2 separate regions of the Capra hircus genome follow, and region 2 is linked to region 1. The links are chromatin contacts, called in public Hi-C maps. All regions are on one chromosome and are shown on one strand. Each heading gives the region's core, a stretch centred on a gene start, on an enhancer-like site or on the middle of the called end of the contact. The rest is flanking DNA. Distances are from core to core; before and after follow the strand shown.

Region 1 (6,708 bases), core at 2,778-5,277:
CCCAATCTCCCAATTCATCCTACTCCCCCTTCCTCCCCTTGTTGTACATGTGTTTGTTCTCCATGTCTGTGCCTCTATTTCTGTTTTGCAAATAAGATCATCTATACCATTTTTCTAATTCCACATATATGCATTAATATGTGATGTTTGGTTTTCTCTTTTTGACTTACTTCACTCTGTATGACAGTCTCTAGGTTTATCCATGTCTCTACAAATGACCCAATTTTGTTCCTTTTTAAGGGCTGAGTAATATTCCATTGTATATATGTCCTGCATCTACTTTATCCATTCCTCTGCTGATGGACATTTAGGTTGCTTAGAGCTTTTCTTAAGAAGCCAAATCACGTAGTGAGAAGATCATTAGGTCCTGCACATCCAAACTAGGTTGGTGGCCTGGGGATGTGGGAAGTAGTCAGTGATCTGAGTCAGGAGTACAGGTGCCAAGTTTCTGATCCTCTTCCAAGGGATAGTTCTAGGCGTTTCATTACAATCTCCTAACAAAATGGGGAGACCATTTTCTTTCTCATTTCTATCTCATGAGGTGTAAGTTACCAGCATGCTGCCTAATTTGTGGAGTTCTGTGCAAAATGCAAATGTGGAACCACTTGCTAAAAAGTTAAGAATTTCAAGGAACACCTTAAACTAAGCAAGCATGAGGCCCTAAGCAACTGCTCACATGAATACTCATGAAGCCATTTCTGGTTATAAGAATGAGAAAGCTGATACTAATAGTGTGACATGGTGGCTATAAAGAAGTTTCTGAGAAAAAAATAAAGTTTGTGGATTAGGGGAAACATTAAATTACACTCAATAGTTTCAGCAATTAGTTATATAAGGATAAGATTGCTTCTAGACATTCCCTGCAGCTGTCTGTGCTCCAGGCATGAGACATCTTAATGGAGCAGAGGCCAAAATGGACCTAGGTTCTAGGCCCGGCCCTGCCAGGAATTCACTGTGGGACTTCTAGAAAGTTACTTTCTCTCTATGGGCACTTTTTCTTCACCTGTACAAAAAAGGATATGAATTAGATGGTCAAGGTCTCTTCTAACTCTAACTGTAAGCATCTATGGAGGAGGCCCCTTTTGTCTTGTCACTTTAGCAAACCTATACTGTAACTAACCTTAAGCCAGGCACCACCACCACCATGCTCTACTCATCTCCTGCCCAAGCACACTTTTCACATCTTTTGATATCTTGCCTAATCTGTTGGTTCTTTCTGTAGATCAAAACACTGGAAATGAATAAGTAATTAACAGATGACCAGATCTCTTCCCTAGTCTTCCCTTCAGTAATCTCACAAACAAATTATATGAACAAGACATTATCTAAAGAAAGATGACAAGTAGTCAACAAGCCTGCACACAAGGAATATGGCAATAAGTGTGGTCCCCTATCTCAATGATTAACAGATTACATCCCCTTTTCCCTTAAAAAACTTCCATGGCCTAGCAGAATCTTCAGAGTTGGTTTTTGGGGACCTGAGTCCACCTTCTCCCTAGAAAGCTGGCTTTCTGATTAAAAGCAACATTTTCTATTTCTACCAACACTTGCCTCTCAAATAATTTTTGAGCAACAAGCAACCAGACCTGAGTTCAGTAACATAACCTGCTGTGATTCCATATGAGCAGCATCCCCTTCAGAGAGGCTGCAATACACTCTGTTGAATATTCCTTTTGATGGTAAGAATTTGCCCTCTGAAAATAAATCTGATTTCAGGAAGCAGACAATGATTTATAGCCACGTCTAGTAAGGATAGTAATATAGGGCCTAAATCAGGAGAATTTATAATTAAAAAATAATTTTCATTTTAAGCTGACACATTGGAAGGACTGATGCTGAAGCAGAAACTCCAATACTTTGGCCACCTGATGCGAAGAACTGACTCGTTGGAAAAGACCCTGATGCTAGGAAAGGTTGAAGGCAGGAGAAGGGGATGACAGAGGATGAGATGGTTCGATGGCATCACTGATTTAATGGACATGAGTTTGAGGCCTGGAGTGCAGCAGTCCATGGGGTTGCAAAGAGTCAGACACAACTGAGCAACTGAACTGAAGTTGACACAACCAGAATTAAGATAGCCTGTTAAGTGTTTTTACTAAAAATTGTAATTCTGAGAGGCCATAAATTCATTCTAATGCTGCAAGTTGCTTAAAATATCTTTAGAATTCTAGACATTCTAAAGGCAATTTAAAAGTTACATAAGAAAAAACACCATATAATTTAATAATCATAACTTTTATCTTGGAGTGGAAACCTGTTTCAAATAAGGACCAGATATTTTATCAAGACCCTTAAAGAAGTCTCCTTTTAAATTGGTCTTCTAAACGCATGTAAGAATTAAAGATTTTAAAATTAAAAAAAAAAATAAATTGGTCTTCTATTTTGAAAAACATATTTAGAAGAGTGTATAAAATATTAAACTCACTAGGTTTAGAATTAATGAGAAGAGGGAAATTCCCTGGTGGTCCAGTGGCTAGGACTCTGTGTTATCACTGATGAATGCAGGGGTTCAATCCCTGGTTGGGACACTAAAATCCCACAAGCTGCGTGGCATGGTGAAAAAAGAAAAAAAAAAAAAAAAAAAGAATTAATGAGAAGAAAATTAAACAGGTGGGGCTTTCCAGGTGGCGCTAGTGCTAAAGAACCCACCTGCCAATGCAGGAGACTCAGCAGACTTGGGTTTGATCCCTGGGTTGGGAAGATCCCCTGGAAGAAGACGTGGCAACCCACTCCAGTATTCTTGCCTGGAGAATCCCATGGACAGACAAACCTGGCAGACTGCAGTCCATAGGGTTGAAAAGAGTCAGACTCGACTGAAGTGACTTAGCATGCAGCACACGCAAAATAGTCAGAAAAGGAAAGTACAGAAGAGAAAGTGAAGTAGGGAGGAAAAGTTGAAGAAATATAAAAATTATGGGGATTGGAACAAGAGGGTAAGTGAAACTCTAACTTTATCTGTAATTTTTTTTGGAAGGATGGAGTCCTAAACACTAGACCTCCAGGGAGTTCCCTCTGTAATTTGTTTTAAAGAAAAAAGACTTGAAGCAAATATAGTAATAAATATGGATGACTCTGGGTGGAGGTTACGTGAAATTCTCCATGTTTAAAAATATTCTCACAATACTGAAAAAAAAAAGGAAGAGATAAATTGTGCTGTGGTCTGGTCTCTCTCTGTATATGGTAGATCACAGCCCTTTGAGACACTGATTAGATTCAGAGCTCTTAGGTCTTAGACTTTCTAAAGAGTGGGGCAATTATTTATAGCCAAGCCGAGATGTTGATTTTGTTTCTCTCTGAATGGGCTGTTTCTCTTTAAAAAGAATAAACCATGGCTCATCCAACTCACAAGACCAGGGTTGTGACTTAGTGTTGCCTATCCCTAAGAGGACTCCAACTTGCCCAGGTCGGGAGAGAAGAGAAGGAAGGAAAAGTTAGCACCATCAGCATCAGTGAGAATCAGTCATTGTCAGATATGGGTTTATGCTTGACCTCCAGCTTTTCTCTCTACAACCTTGGGTGAAAAATAGGGAGCAAGTTATGGGCAGAGTTGTGGACTTGTACCTTCTAATGTGAAAACAAGGGCTTCATTCCCCTTGTTTATTTTATGCTATTTCTTTCATTTTTGGCTACACCACATGGCTTGAGGGATTTTTAGTTTCCCGACCAGGGATTGAACCCAAGCCCTCGGGAGTGACAGCACAGATTCCTAACCACTGAATTGCCAGGGAATTCCCCCATTCACCTGTTTAGAATGTCATGGCCATTCATCATCTCCTCTGCAAATCCTATACTTCCCTTCGGAAGCCTGTTTAAGTCTTGCCTCCTCCAGGCCCGTTGCACTGGCCTCTTTCTGGGTTCTTGCCTTCAGCCAAGTAAGATGGCACCCTCTACTTGGGGACTGCCTGGACTGCCCTCTCTTAAGATTTCTATGGAAAGCCAGTCCCACCCTATGTTGCTCTGAATCCCTCTACCTGCAGATCCAGGCCTCAGGGTCCACAATCAATGGTGTCTCCAGTTAATGTTTTCCTTCAAACAACCTCTGTCAGCCAGTCTGAATTCCATGTGAAAACAGAGAGGGATAATTCACAAAACAGAATTTAAGCCACATTCTTCCTCAAAATATCTTCCCTTAACTAGTCAGATTCCATAGCATGTCTTATGGGCTATAAGGATCAAGTGCAAATGCTCTTGGTCATGGTTAAGTTGGTAGCAATTAGTACTACTGGATTAGTTTTCTACTTTCCTATCTAAGGGCAGACATCTGAAGAAAGGAAAGAAGAAGCAAAGAAAGAAGGGTTCGAGAGAGTTTGGGGGCACTGTGTTAGGAGGGTAGATTCTGCTGAGGGTGAGTGTGAGACCCTAAAAGAGAAAAAGAAAGTTATGAAAAGCACCTGGAGAGCCTTGGTCACAAATTTTGGCTCACTTCTCAAGACTGCCTCCTGTGAGTGAGTTTGAAGAAAGGTACTTTAGGGACTGAGCCCCACCTTCTGAGGGATCCTTTAAATCAGCCTCATCTAGACATGTGGGCAAAATATTAGAAAGACAAGGCCAACTGAGCATGAGGAATTCACTAACTTCTGAAGTTGTTTGCTCTTGTTCTCTGTCTTTGGTTAACCGAGTTACTAAAGCTAGAGTAGCTTTGATTAGCAATTCAGCAGATTCTGAACCTCTGGGACTATTGCCTGGACAACTGTAATTAACGTCCTGTCTTCATTCTTGTCCTGTTTCATCCATTTCCAAAATAGTAAAGAGATTTTTTTTTTTTGAGGGGTAGGGAGAGGGGGAATTAAAATCACATATCATCCCCTGCTTAAAGACTTTAATAGTTTCCCACTGCTCTTTAAATAAGATCACAAATTCTTATAAGGCCCTGTTGTTACTCACTCTGCCCTCATCTGATAGACTCTCCCACTCAATTACTAGGTTTTAGACATATTGTACTTCTTCTACTTTGGCCCTAATGTTCATTCCCTGGTCTTGAACTTGATTCTTTTAGTTCTTCACCTGGCTGGATCATTGGCAATCTTTGGATCTCTGTATAAATATTGTTTGTACAAATGGTGGCCCTCCTTTGACCACTCTATCTAAAAAGCGTCCTTCCTTGGTATTTATCTGTCTCATCATCCTATTTCTTTCATAGCACTTACCCACAATGTAACAATTAATAATTGTTAATAATAAATATTTATTTCGTATGGGCTTTCCTTTTCTTATAGAATTTAAACTTCCTGAGGGCAGGGACCTTGCTATCATATTCGTTTTGTTGCTCCCACTACCCAGCAGTACTTAGCACAAAGCAAGGCACTCAATAAATATTTGGTAAATGAATGAAGAGAAAAGAAAACCAGCAACAGAAAATCCTCAGATTTGTTGGTCCCTTTGGGCCAACAAGACTGGAGAGATGTCAGATTTCATATTATAGCAGACTTCAGTCAGATGGTGGTTTCATATTTTTCCCCTTGGCCTTTGTTCTGTCGTATTGGGGCTTAGACAACTGTTAAACTGCAGCAGCATCCCTTATCTGAGTGCTAAGATATATTCAGGACTATGGCTTTTCTTAGGGCTCCCCTGGTGGCGCAGACAGTAAAGAATCTGCCTGCAATGCAGGAAACCTGGATTCAACCCCTGGGTTGGGAAGACCCCCTGGAGAAGGGAATGGCTACCCACTCCAGTATTCTTGCCTGGAGAATCCCATAGACAGAGGAGCCTGGCAGGCTACAGAATATAGGGTCACAAAGAGTCAGACGTGACTGAGAGACTAACACTAACACACTATGGCTTTTCTTAATATCTTTGATCTTGCATTTAATCAAGAAAGGTAAAAGAGGGATTTCCTGGCTGTCCGGTGGTAAAGAATCCACCTGCCAAAGCAGGGGACACTGGTTCGATCCCTGGTCTGGCATGATCCCATGTGCCGCGGAACAACTAAACCTGTGTGCCACAACAAAAGAAGCCACTACAATAAGAAGTTGTGCACCACAACCAGAGAAAGCCCGTGCACAGCAACCAAGACCCAGCACTGCCAAAAGTAAAATAAATAAAAAATTTAAAAAGAAAGGTAAAAGAAATAATCTAATTTGTGGATAAAAATGACTAAGTGAAAAGTGAAGTCGCTCAGTCGTGTCCGACACTTTGTGACCCCATGGACTATAGCCTACCAGGCTCTTCAGTCCATGGAATTTTCCAGGCAAGAGTACTAAGGGGACCTGAAATGAGGATATAAGAACCACAGAGCTTTAGCACTGAAGGAGATCTTAGGAATCATCTTGTCCAAGAAACTTAAACCTGGCTGTGCATTAGGGTTGTCAGGAGAACATTTTGCTCCTTTGCTAAGAGTACTTTGTTAAGATATTATTATTTTTATACAATAAAATGCACCAATTTTATGTATCAAGGTTGATGAATTCTAACTTTATATACTTGTGTAACCACCACTCAGATCAAGGCATAGAATATTTCTTCCATTCCTAAAAGTTCCACTGTGCCTCTTTCCAGGCAATATCCATTTTTACCCATCAGGGGTAATGTCTATTCTGACTCCTACCACCATAGATTGATTTTGCTGGTTTTTATACTCACATAAATGGAATCACAGGGGGTCCTAGGTGGCTCAGTGGTAAAGAATATACCTGCCAAGCAGGAGATGGAGGTTTGATTCCTGGGTTGGGAAAATCACCTGGAATAGGAAATGGCAACCCACACCGATAT
Region 2 (6,708 bases), core at 2,685-5,184, 150 kb before region 1:
AAACATTAATTAAAAATTTTAAAGACTACCACTGGGTTGAACAGTGTCTCCCCTCAAATTTATGTCCATGTGGAAACGAGAATTTGACTTTACTTGGTCTTAAAGGATCTTCACAAATACAATCAAATATAAATCACAAATATAATGGATCAAGCTAAAGATGAAGACACAAACTGGAGATATATATATACACAAGACAAGGAATGCGAGAAATCAGAGGCATAGAACAGATTATTCCTGAGAAGTTCCAACTTTAGTTATACCTTATTTTGGCCTTTTAGACTCCTGGAACATGGGGGGAAAATGAAGCTGTGCTGTTTTAAAACTGCCCAGTTTGTGGCAATTTATTACAGCAATCCTAAGAAACTAACATAGCCTATGATTTCAATTTATGGGACATTCTGGAAAAGGCAAAAACATTGGGACAGAAAAATGAGTGCTTCCTAAGGAATGGGGCTGGGGGACCAAAAAATGCTCTTAGTTTTTACAACAACAACAACAACAACAACAAACATCTGACAATAGATTTATGTATCTTGCGGAGTTCTCTCCAGGACTCATCTCCCTTTTAAGGATCTCTCTTCTACCTCTGTATCTCATTGCTAGATTAATCTATCTGTTTTAATGTCTCTTTCATTTTTAATCTACTCTTCTTTCACCTCCTCCAAAGATAATTTCTAAAGCCAATTTCAACTTTGCCTCCATTTACAGCTTTAAAATTCACAGAAATGGAAATAGGTGACTATGAATTTCCTATGGAAAACTGTGACGTTTCACATGATTTTTTAAAACACTTTCACAATCGAATACACTGTAGAGCCTATATCTTCACCTAGTAAACCACTGTGATTTGAGTCAATGAAGATAGCAATTTGAATATCTAGTACAATATTAAAATAATCCATTATTTATTAGTCTTGTCAGGTACAAAGAAACTTAAAACAGGGCCAATTCTTAATACTTTACCATTTATTTTGAGTAATGTTTACTATCACATTAGAAAAATGTGACTGAATGTCTAATGTAAAAAGGTGCTAAAACATTGCCAGCAATAAAAACTAACCTTAACAGCTCCATGAAAGGCAGTGGGGAAAAAAAAATGTGGAAAGACACACATTTCACAAGATTATTTCAGTAACATCTTATCCCATAAGTAACAAACAGAGAAACTCCATTTCTAGCCTTATTTTAAATATGTGTCCTATTTATACAAAAATCATTAAATAACCAGGGCATTATGAAATTTGCTTAGGTTCCTTTTCAGAAATAACACATCCAACATAATCAGTTATTTTTATAGGCCATGTCTAATTTATCTTACAAAACTTGATAATTTTATATAGGCCTGTAATTTCTTAAAAGAAGCCACCAAAAAGACATTTCAGAAAACACACAAAACCAGTAAGGAGAAAAACTGCTTGCTGAAGCATTAACTACAGACAGAGTTCAAAGAGCTAAAATACACAGTGGTATTCAGAGAACTAAAACCAAATGAAGCTAAACTCTCAGCCTTACTAAAATACAAAAGCATATGTGGTAACTAAATATTGAGTAGTCTCCCATGGATAGGGCCACTCAGCCATGCTCCCAAACCCCTACTCAAGTGAAAGAGCTACATATCAAAAGACCTGTTTTGAAAAATCTGTCCTCATTCACCAGCCACTACAATGCAGAATGGACTCCAGCCTCAACCCAGTTGGAAGTGGAAACATGGGGGTTTGAAGTAGTTCTGATGTGTGCAACCAGTAGCCACATTACCCAGCTGAGCTGAAAACTAATTCCTGTTCACTGGGGTCACAGCAGCAAAGACTGTAAGAGCAATGTTTAGATCTCATTCTCCACTAATGACAGCAAAGGAGCTAACTTTGGCTCATGGGTTGACAAAGATACTGACAGAGGGATTAAGAGTTCTTTGGGTTGGGGTAGAAAGTAAATGCGAATTCCCATAACTTAATTTCTCAACAAAAGGAGAGAAACTAACTCAGATCCATTCACAATGGGGAAAAGCTGCTTTCCTATTTATTGGAAAAAAATTACCTTAATAAGGAAGCAGGATGTAGACCATACCCTATCCCCCACAACAGTGACACTTTGGCTCTGAACATCGTGTAATGATCTCAGATAATCCAGAGTTCTTCCCCATCTTCCAGCCAAATAGGAATCCAGTGTGAATTCTAAAGCATAGGCGTAAAAAAGACAATTATCTTACTCAAAGAGAAACATGAAGTGAAGTCGCTCAGTTGTATCTGACTCTTTGCAACCCCATGGACTGTATGTAGCCCACCAGGCTCCTCCATCCATGGAATTTTCTAAGCAAGAGTACTGGAGTGGGTTGCCATTTCCTTCTCCAGAGTATCTTCCCAACCCAGGGATCAAACCCGGGTGTCCCGCATTGTGATCAGATGCTTTACCGTCTGAGCCACCAGGGAATCCCAAAGAGAAACATTAAGAAGGTACAATTTTCAAGGTTCAACAGTATAAAAGAGTTGAAGGAAACTGGCACCAGAACTGTAACTTTTAACATTCATTTGCTGGTTTGAACTTTGCACCTAGTATTACAGAAGGCAATTTCTCTCCCAGTTCTCCCAAACAGCTTTTGGATAAACATCTTAGTATTAACTATTATTATAAGCTGCGTCCTGGCTTTGATTATTTACTGCTAGAGTTTAAAGGATTTAACATGCCACAATAAATATAACTACTGTTGTACTACTCTAAATATTGCTCTCTTCGGCCAAAAGTCTTGTGCGAAACTATACAACTCGATTAAATATAAAGCTCAATTTCCTGGTGTCCAGGAACTCTTGTTTCTGACCATCTCTTAAAACCCATAAATTCTCCTCAAAATAAAGACTCTGGACAGCCACCATCCCATCCTTCCAACAAGCCTTTCTCAGATCATTTTTACACATTGTTTAAGAATTATCAGTCTTCCCTGGTAGTTCAGTGATTAAGAATCCACCTGCCAATACAAGGGACACAGATTTGATCCCTGTTCCAGAAAGATTCCACATGCCACTGAGCAACTACTGAAGCCCATGTGCCCAGAACCTGTGCTTCACAGCAAGACAAGCCACAGCAATGGGGAGTCTGCACACTGCAGCCGGGGAGTAGCTCCTGCTCACGGCAACTGGAGGAAGCCTGAGAGCAGAAACAAAGACACAGGGAAGCCAAAATAAACATTTCTTTAGAAAGAGAATTACTGAGGAAACCAGATGTCAATAATGAGTTAACAAGTAATGTCTATGTATACTACATAAACAAATTGATGCATTTATATCAAAAGAACTAAAAAGCATAGTTTTAAATATTGTATTAAAAATCCAGGGAAAAAAATCAGAATCATTTATTTCCAAGAGTTCTAAACACTGGGGGCAGAGTGAGTGAGTGAGTGAAGTTGCTCAGTTGTGCCCAACTCTTTGCGACCCCGCGGACTATAGCCTATCAGGCTCCTCCGTCCATGGGATTCTCCAGGCAAGAATATTGGAGTGGGTTGCCATTTGGGACAAATAACCATTTATCCATTAGGAAACAAATAGGATTATGAAAGCAGAGTCAATTTTACACTCCAGTTTGGGCCTGCAAATTTTCACCTTAGTATTCTATTCCAAGACTACCTCCTCTCAAAAAAATCTATAAACAATAAGTTCTGGAGACTCTGTGGAAAAAACGGAACGCTTTGCACTGTTGGTGGGAATGTAAACTGATACAGCCGCTATGAAGAACAGTATGGAGGTTCCTTAAACTAAAAATAGAGCTACCATATGACTCAGCAATCCCACTACTGGGTATATACCCTGAGAATACCATAATTCAAAAAGACACAAGTGCCCCAGTGTTCATTGCAGCACTATTTACAACAGCCAGAACACGGAAGCAATCTAACCCTCCATCGACAGACAGATGGATAAAGAAGATGTGGTACACAAATGTAGGGGATAGTAGCCATTAAAGAGGAACAAAACTGTGTCATTTGCAGTAATGTGGATCAACCTAGAGTCTGTCATACGGAGTGAAGTCAGAAAGAGAAAAATAAATATTGTACATTAACGTATATATGTGGGATCTAAGAAAATGGTACCCATGAACTTATATGCAGGGCAGGAATAGAGACCAGACGTGCAGCCATGGGGGAAGGGGAGGGTGGGACGAACGGAGCGAGCGGCACGGACAGCACACACGAGCATGCAGACAGCCAGTGGGGAGCTGTACAGCACAGGGAGCACCGTTTCACGCTCTGCGATGACCGCAGGGGTGAGACAGGGGGATGCGAAGGAGGCTCAGGAGGGAGAGGATGTATGTGTATATATAGCTAATTCACTTTGTTGTATAGCAGAAACTAACACAATATTGCAAAGCAATTATACTCCAATTAAAAAAAATTTACAAAGACTACCTCCTCTACTTTGAGTCCCAAAGGAACTGAATAAAACATCATTTCAAAGAAAGCAAAATACCGCACACATCTTATTTGTTCTTACAGATAAATGTATGGGAATCCAGCAAAGTTAAATGGAGTGCCCAATCAGGCAAAGATTTCTTAGCTGTGACACCAAAAGTACTGTCCACAAAAGATAAAATTGAGAAATTTAGCCTTATTAAAATTAGGAACTTCTACTCTTCAACTTCTACTCTTCATTGGAAAAGACCTTGATGCTGGGAGGGATTGGGGGCAGGAGGAGAAGGGGACGACAGAGGATGAGATGGCTGGATGGCATCACTGACTCGATGGACGTGAGTCTGAGTGAACTCTGGGAGTTGGTGATGGACAGGGAGGCCTGGCGTGCTGCGATTCATGGGGTCACAAAGAGTCGGACATGACTGAGCGACTGAACTGAACTGAACTCTTCAAAAGACACCATTAAGAAAATGAAAAAAGAAGCAAAAGGCTGGGAGAATATATCTCTAAGATGTAACACTTATCTGATAAAGGGCTTATACCCAGAATTCACAGAGAACTCTTAGAACTCAATAATAGACAAACAATCCAATCAAAATGAATGGTCCAAGGTCAGAACAGAAGATGCAGCCAAGAACTGAGATCTCTAGTCTTGCTCGATGTTAATTTCATGATTTAAAACCACAGTTCCATAACTGCTGCTGCTGCTGCTAAGTCGCTTCAGTCCTGTCCGACTCTATGTGACCCCAGAGACGGCAGCCCACCAGGCTCCTCCGTCCCTGGGATTCTCCAGGCAAGAACACTGGAGTGGGTTGCCATTTCCTTCTCCAATGCATGAAAGTGAAAAGTGAAAGTGAAGTCGCTCAGTTGTGTCCGACTCTTTGGGACCCCATAGACTGCAGCCTACCAGGCTCCTCCATCCATGGGATTTTCCAGGCAAGAGTACTGGAGTGGGGTGCGATTGCCTTCTCTGGTTCCATAACTGAGCCTCCCCCACAAAAAGAAAAGAACGACAGGGAAAGAAATGAAAAAAAAAAAAAAAAAAACTATGTCACTGCATACCTGAACTTACTCAGTTTGGTCCATTTCAAAAGTATTTATATATGGAGTCTAGGACCACTCTCAAATCCCTCTTGAACAACAACAGAAAAACCCCTAATAAATAGCACAAAAAAGAAATTCAAAATCATCACACAAAAATCAAGTAATCACTGAAATGATTAAAACAGACTTCTTCCTTTTCAGAATTACAAAAGGTAAAATATTTGTCTGGATACCTCAGAATGATTCATATTTTCTTAGGCAAGCAGTAGCAACAGCAAGTCCTGTAAGAGTGAAGTTTCTTTTAATAAGATATTAAAACATATTTTCCTTCTCCAAAATAAAATCTGGATGACACAGGGACTTCTTTGCCTAAAGCTTAATCCTTTATAAATGTTTACCCCACCCAAGTAAATAGTTAAAAGAGAATATAGAATTATAAAACCAAAGAAAATGTAATGAAAATCCTGCCCCAACCAACCTTTACCTTTCCAGAATGCACTACTTTTAACATTTTATCAAACATTCATTTACTGAGAGACTATATATTAGAGAATGGTTCTAACTGCTTTGTCAATAACAGGAAAGGAGGTGGAATAGCACAAGACCCTAGCACAAGAAATAGCCTACAAGATAATTAAGACACTAAAAAATCAAACAACCCAGTTTAAAAAAGGGCAACGAAACTGAATAGACACTTCTCCAAAGAAGATATACAAATAGCATAGGAAAAGAAAGTACCACTAATTACTAGAGAAATGCAAATCAAAACCTCAACGAGATACCACTTCTCTCATCATTAGAATGACCTATTCTTTAAAAAAAAAGAAGTGAAATGAAATGTCACGGGTGTAGAAAACAGGAACCCTTGAGAACTGCTGGTGAGAATGTACAAAGGCATAGCGGCTGGGGAAAACACTATGGCGGATACTAAACAAAATTAACATGGAGTTACTAACAATAAGGTCCTACTATATAGCACAGGGAACTATACTCAATATCCTGGGATAAACCATGTTGTTGTTGTTGAGTTGTTAAGTCATGTCTGACTCTCTGTGACCCTGTGGACTGTAGCCTGACAGGCTCCTCTGTCTGTGGGATTTCCCAGGCAAGAAAACTGGAGGGGAATGCCACTTCCTTCTCCAGGGTACCATCTCGAACCAGGGATCAAACCTGAGTCTCTTGCATGGCAGCCAGATTCTCTACCACTGAGCCTCCTGGGAAGCACTGGGATAAACCATAATGGAAAAGAACATAAAAAAGAATGT

Evidence for each region. A called contact is a pair of places that touch in the nucleus more often than the background predicts.
Region 2: a contact with region 1 is called in a Hi-C map of blood, with 6 times the contacts expected there. The contact joins the enhancer-like site here to the promoter of ASIP in region 1. A contact is called at or near these places in 2 of 5 Hi-C or Micro-C datasets (blood and liver).

Annotation. Positions count from the first base shown.
Region 1 is chr13:63,226,028-63,232,735 of ARS1.2, reverse strand. ASIP (agouti-signaling protein) reads right to left here and starts at 4,027. Exons shown (of 4, transcript XM_018057736.1): 1 at 3,972-4,027.
Region 2 is chr13:63,374,642-63,381,349 of ARS1.2, reverse strand. All of the region lies in intron 2 of ITCH (E3 ubiquitin-protein ligase Itchy homolog), which reads right to left. Among named protein-coding and RNA genes, the nearest start is that of ITCH, 15 kb to the right of the region's middle. Within about 2 kb of position 3,934, at least 2 of the 5 cell types and tissues checked have an H3K27ac peak or open chromatin away from gene starts, as enhancers often do.